Linked DNA regions of Mus musculus: region 1 is linked to region 2. The links are chromatin contacts, called in public HiChIP or PLAC-seq maps. All regions are on one chromosome and are shown on one strand. The core of a region is the stretch at or near the end of the contact, and the rest is flanking DNA. Distances in the headings are between cores, read along the strand shown. Region 1 holds the start of Pdk1 (pyruvate dehydrogenase kinase, isoenzyme 1). Region 2 holds the start of Platr26 (pluripotency associated transcript 26).

Region 1 (2,700 bases), core at 34-2,533, 150 kb after region 2:
TTTGTTGGATACAGAATAACAGCTTTCTTTAAAGGGACTCTGATCTAATTTCTGTTTTTCTGTGTATGTTGGGGGAGGGTGGGCAGGTATTTGTTTCTTTGTTTTCAGATAGGAGTCAGAATAACAGGCTGGCATGATTTCGGATGACCTTAGAATTCTCACCTCCCACATTGCTGCTTCCACTTGCAGATCGCTGAAATTATAAACCTGGGCCAACACAATGTGGGGGGGTGGGGTGGGGGGGGTTGCTTTTGTTTTTTCTTTCCTTGTGCTGGGGATGAAACGCAGGGCTTTGGATATGAGCTACATCCCAGACTTCATGATTTGTGTTTTTTCAAAACCCAATAGCGAGCGGGGCAGTGGTGGCGCATGCCTTTAATTCCAGCACTTGGGAGGCAGAGGCAGGTGGATTTCTGGGTTCGAGGCCAGCATGGTCTACAGAGCGAGTTCCAGGACAGTCACGGCTATACAGAGAAACCCTGTCTCATAAAACATAAACAAAACCAAAACAAAACCCAAAAGCGACCAGCATGGAGCTATGAAGTGTTATTCGGTGTGTATTCTACATAATTGATAAACTTCACACGTGGCAGGATAGTTTTCTTGCACCTAAGACACAGCAAATGTTAGGGTAGTTGGATGGGGACTTTACAGTGTTCAGAAGACAGACGTGATTTTCGTGGGGTTAGATATTAAATATGTTCTAATTCTACATTCACTATCTCTATACATTGAAAAGATGGAGCAGGCACATTGTAACTCTAAGATGAGTTAACAGAAAAAGAGCGAGTAGTCTTTAAGTACTGTGGCAATATTGCTTGCATAAAGTGTTTCAACGCGCTCTTCCCGGGACTTTCGTTGCTGTGGAATTCTTTAGAGCCACACCCCCAAGTTCAACTCTTGTACCACTGTTCGGCTGCACCTGCAAATCAAGGGCTTGCATGATCCAAGGGCAATGAGAACAGGCTCATTGCCAACGATCTCGCACAGCCTAGAGCTTTTCCGCTGAGACTGGGAGGGCGGAGGAAGTACGAAAGGGTGCAAAGGGGTGCAACACAGCGCAAGCTGGATCGTTTAAGCCGGGCTCCCACGGCGGCCACTCGCTCCGGGTGGTTTCAGCTGCACCACACCCCACAAAGCTCAGCAGCGCTCCCTTTTTTTTTTTCTTTCCCCGCCTCCGTCCTCCCAGGGCCCCGCCTACATGGGCGTGTCTTTAACCAGGGGCGGTGGCTAGCGCAGCCTTTCGCCCTCCTCCGTGCTGTCCGTGCTCCGCCTACGGGGGCGTGGTTCCAGCGAGGGGGCGGTGGCCGCAGCGCTGACAGCAGCTCCCCGCCCCCGCGGCCAGCCACGTCCCGCACGTAGCGCCCGGGCAGCGGCATACAGCCGCAGGTTGGCGCCCGGAGCTCCGGCTCCTCCGGCGGGGCTCGGTATGAGGCTGGCAAGGCTGCTGCGGGGCGGCACGAGCGTCAGGCCGCTCTGCGCCGTCCCCTGCGCCAGCCGTAGCCTGGCCTCGGCCTCGGCCTCGGGTTCCGGGCCGGCGTCGGAGCTTGGCGTTCCGGGCCAGGTGGACTTCTATGCGCGCTTCTCGCCGTCGCCACTCTCCATGAAGCAGTTCCTGGACTTCGGTGAGGGCGGCCGCTGGGCCGTCGGGCCTCTGTGCACGGGCCCCGTCCTCCCAGGCGCACCCCTCCTCCTCCCTCGTGTCGCCCCCCCTGCGTCTTAGGTGCTTCCTTCCTCCTCGGAGGGAGCGGGCGCTGGAAGGCCGGGCACGTAACAGGGACGTGCGACTATAGTGTGTTTAAAAAAAAAAAAAAAACTACAAACCCAAAAAAACAAAGCAGGGGGCCCGCGGCTGCAGCCTTCCGCGCACGTGCGTAGGTGCGCGCTTGGGGACCTGGTGTCTTTGGGGATGCCTTGCTCAGGTTCAAGGCCAGGGCTCAAACTGCTTCGAGGGTGGTGTTCTGCAGAGGCGAGATCGGTGCCAGCACAGTGGCGATCGTTTGGAGTGGCGTGATGGCTGGAAAACAAGTTACTACTGGCCCAGTGCTTTCCTCGCCAGTGTTTTCACCGAGAGCAAATTCGTTTCAACAGCAGCCAGTCTCAAGCACGTGTAAAGTGCATGGTCTTGTCTGTGTGTAACAGATTGCAGAACTGCAGAATTAGGCCTTTGACTTTTGGCTTCTCATCAGGAGTAATGAGGCGGAAAGGGAAATGCTTAGAATAAACTCTTAACATTGAAATCCGAAAGTTCTGGAGTAGAAAAAGTTATCTTCTGTGTCGTGCTGCCAGGTTATAACATGGTTAGCACGCACGAGAGATTAGTGGTGGGGGTAGGTACTTTATCTTAAAATTGTGGTTTGAAGTGACAGGTGCTTTTCCTTGTGTTTCTTTAGTAAGGGACTATGAAAGGCCCCCGTTTTGTGTGTGTGTTTTGCTTTTATTTGTGAATGCCTGTACTGTGGTGTAGCAATGTTCACCTTGTTCATGAATACGCTATTAAACTTTGGCAAGATGCTTTCCTTAATAATACTGCTACTGTTGACAAGATAGTTTTCTGCTAAGGTTCCATCTGCGAGGTCCACTTAGTTTCAAATGGATTGCTGAAATGTGACTTTTTTAGTTCAAGTGAAGGTGCTTGCCAGGGGAGGGACACTTATCAACTCTTCTGCCAAACATCTGGATTCAAGAGTGGAGGAAGGG
Region 2 (2,700 bases), core at 18-2,517:
AACTTCAGACCTGTCTTTTCTTTGGTTGGTTGGTTGGTTTTTTTGTTTTGTTTTGTTTTGTTTTGTTTTGTTTTGTTTTGTTTTCGAGACAGGGTTTCTCTGTATAGCCCTGGCTGTCCTGGAACTCACTTTGTAGACCAGGCTGGCCTCAGAAATCCGCCTGCCTCTGCCTCCCGAGTGCTGGGATTAAAGGCGTGCACCACCACACCCGGCTTCTGTCTTTTCTTTGTTAACCAGATAGATTTTTTTTTTTTTAATCTGTTGAAGTTTAGCTCTGGTTCTGCCTCCCAGTCCGATGCTCCCGGAAATAAGACTCAGACTTAAATTATATTTACAAATACCTTGGCCATATAGCTAGGCTCTACTCTGACTAGATCAAAACTAAAGATACCTATTTAACCTACACTCTGCCACATGGGTGGCTGTGGCTGGTTACCTGTGCTCTGGTACCCCTCCCGCCTCTATTTTCTGCCTAAGCCGTAGGCCATGGATTTTTTAATTGACAGGTGAGGTATCTTGTGTACCTTACACAAGATACTCTCTCCACAAAAATCTAATATTTTATTAATTCTTTGAGACTTGCATACATAATAGAATGTATTTTAGGTATATTCACCCCCATTCCTCTCAGATCTATCTTCATGTCTCCTCCTGTCTTCTCTCTCTCTCTTTTTTTTTATAACATACTGGGTTTTATTTATTTATTTATTTATTTATTTTTGCTGTAAAGAGACACAATGAGCATGTAAAGTTGCTTCATGAAGAAAAACCTTTAATTGGGGCTGGCTTACAGGTTCAGAGGTTTACTCTGTTATCATCATGGTGGGAAGCATGATGACAGACATGGTACTGGAGAAGGCTCTACATCTGGATCTGCAGGCAGCAGAGAGAGCGAGCCACCCGGTGAGGGTTGAGCTTCAAAGCCTGCGCCCAGTGACACACTTCCTCCGATGAGGCCACATCTACTCCAACAAGGCCACATCCCCTAATACTGCCACTCCCTATGAGCCTATAGGGCCCATTTTCATTCAAACTATCATGCCCATTCAGTTCCGTTTATTCTGTCCTTCCAGACATCCGTCTGGGTCATCCACTGCAGTTTGGTCAAACAAAGACCACACCCATAAGAAAACTGACTCCCCGGCCGTTAGCTCCTTAGCTAGGGGTCAGAGTTCATGAGCCCCTCCCACCTCTGCACCCAGCCTTGTCTTTAAAAAGCTCTGGCGTCTCTGATGTGGACCTCACTTTGGAAACACTGACAGAGAGCTTTCAGAGATGCAGTGACTCTGCCAGATGCTTCAGTGTCTCCCAGGAGGCAGGTTTTGCAGTGCATGGAGAGGAACCAGCTGGCAGAGAAAGGTGGGAATGCCATTCTGGGAAGAGAAGCCCAGTGCTGGGGCTCTGGTGACCATACTGTCTCTTCCTGTGACTCTTTGTGCATGTGTCTCAGGTGTTAACCACTCCAGCCCAGAGTGCCAAAGTTAAACAGCCTGGGCTTTGTGGAGAGCTGGGAAGCCGCCTCCTGTGTTCACAGTAGGTTTGGAACTTGACCATGCTTATCTACCGAACAAGGCAGGACCTGTGACTGGCTGCACAATTAGCCAAGATGTTACAGTGCTCCCACAAAAAGAGGTGACAGCAAGGCCAGCCAGGGTGTCATAGGAGAGCCCTGCCTGTGAATAATGAACCAGCGCCGGGCCTGAGCTTGGCAGCCTGTCTGTTAGCCTGTCTGTTAAGACACTGTGAGAGCCTGTTGGCAAAACCTGGCATTCTGGGACAAAAAGCTCAGCCAGAATGGCCTGCTACATTAGACAGGAGACAAAGAAACCTGGCCCAGGCTAGAGGCACTTGCCTTTAGACGAGGCAGTAACATTGCAAGAGACTGTGGTTTCAGCTGCAGTTAGAAGGGTCCCCAGGGTCCTGGAAACCTTGTTTTGTGATGAGACAAAGCTCTGGTGAACCAAAGCTGCCTCTCTGCCCCCCACCCCACCACTACCTGTGCATTAGCAGGAATCCTAGATTACCATGGAATTTAACAGGTACATGAACATGAAGCATGTGTACATGTTGAATAACCATGAGGAAATCTCTCAGGACACACAGAAGAATTACTTGTGTGTGTGTGTCTCAGTATGTGTGTCTGTGTAAGAATGTGTCATGAAGATGTGTGTGTGAGAAAGAGTGTGTGTGTGCGTGTGAATATATGTGAGTGTGTAAGTGTGTATATGTGTTCTGTGTGTGAATATATGTGAGTGTGTAGGTGTGTATATGTTTTGTGTGTATGTGGGTGTCTATGTGTCTATGAGGACGTGTGTGTGTGTGTGTGTGTGTGTGTATCTGTGTGAGTATGTATGTGTGTGTGTGAGCATGTCTCTGAGAGAGTATGTCTGTGTGTGAGTGTATATTACAAGTGTGTGTGTCTGTGTGAATGTGTATGAGTGTGTGCCTATGTTTCAGTATGTTTGTAAGTGTGTATCTTTATGTGTATGTAGGAGTATAAACGTGTATCTATGTGTGTGATGGTTTGTATATGCTTGACCCAGGGAGTGGCACTATTTGGAGGTATGGCCCTGTTGGAGTGGGTGTGGCCCTGTTGGAGTGGGCGTGGCCTTGTTGGAGTGGGTGTGTCACTGTGGGTATGGCCTTTAAGACCCTCATCCTAGCTGCTTGGAAGTCAGTATTCTGCTAGCAGCCTTCAGA

What was found. HiChIP or PLAC-seq counts read pairs in DNA pulled down with a chosen protein or histone mark.
Region 1: an H3K27ac HiChIP or PLAC-seq map of embryonic stem cells shows a contact between it and region 2, with 10 read pairs. The contact joins the promoter of Pdk1 here to the promoter of Platr26 in region 2. A contact is called at or near these places in 4 of 39 promoter capture datasets (cranial neural crest, embryonic stem cells and second pharyngeal arch cranial neural crest) and 2 of 115 datasets of contacts at active chromatin or transcription factors (both in embryonic stem cells).

What each region holds. Positions count from the first base shown.
Region 1 is chr2:71,871,941-71,874,640 of GRCm38.p6, forward strand. Pdk1 (pyruvate dehydrogenase kinase, isoenzyme 1) reads left to right here and starts at 1,284. Exons shown (of 11, transcript NM_172665.5): 1 at 1,284-1,625. The coding sequence starts at 1,430.
Region 2 is chr2:71,718,150-71,720,849 of GRCm38.p6, forward strand. It overlaps Platr26 (pluripotency associated transcript 26), which reads left to right and starts at 1,268. Exons shown (of 4, transcript NR_037979.1): 1 at 1,268-1,359.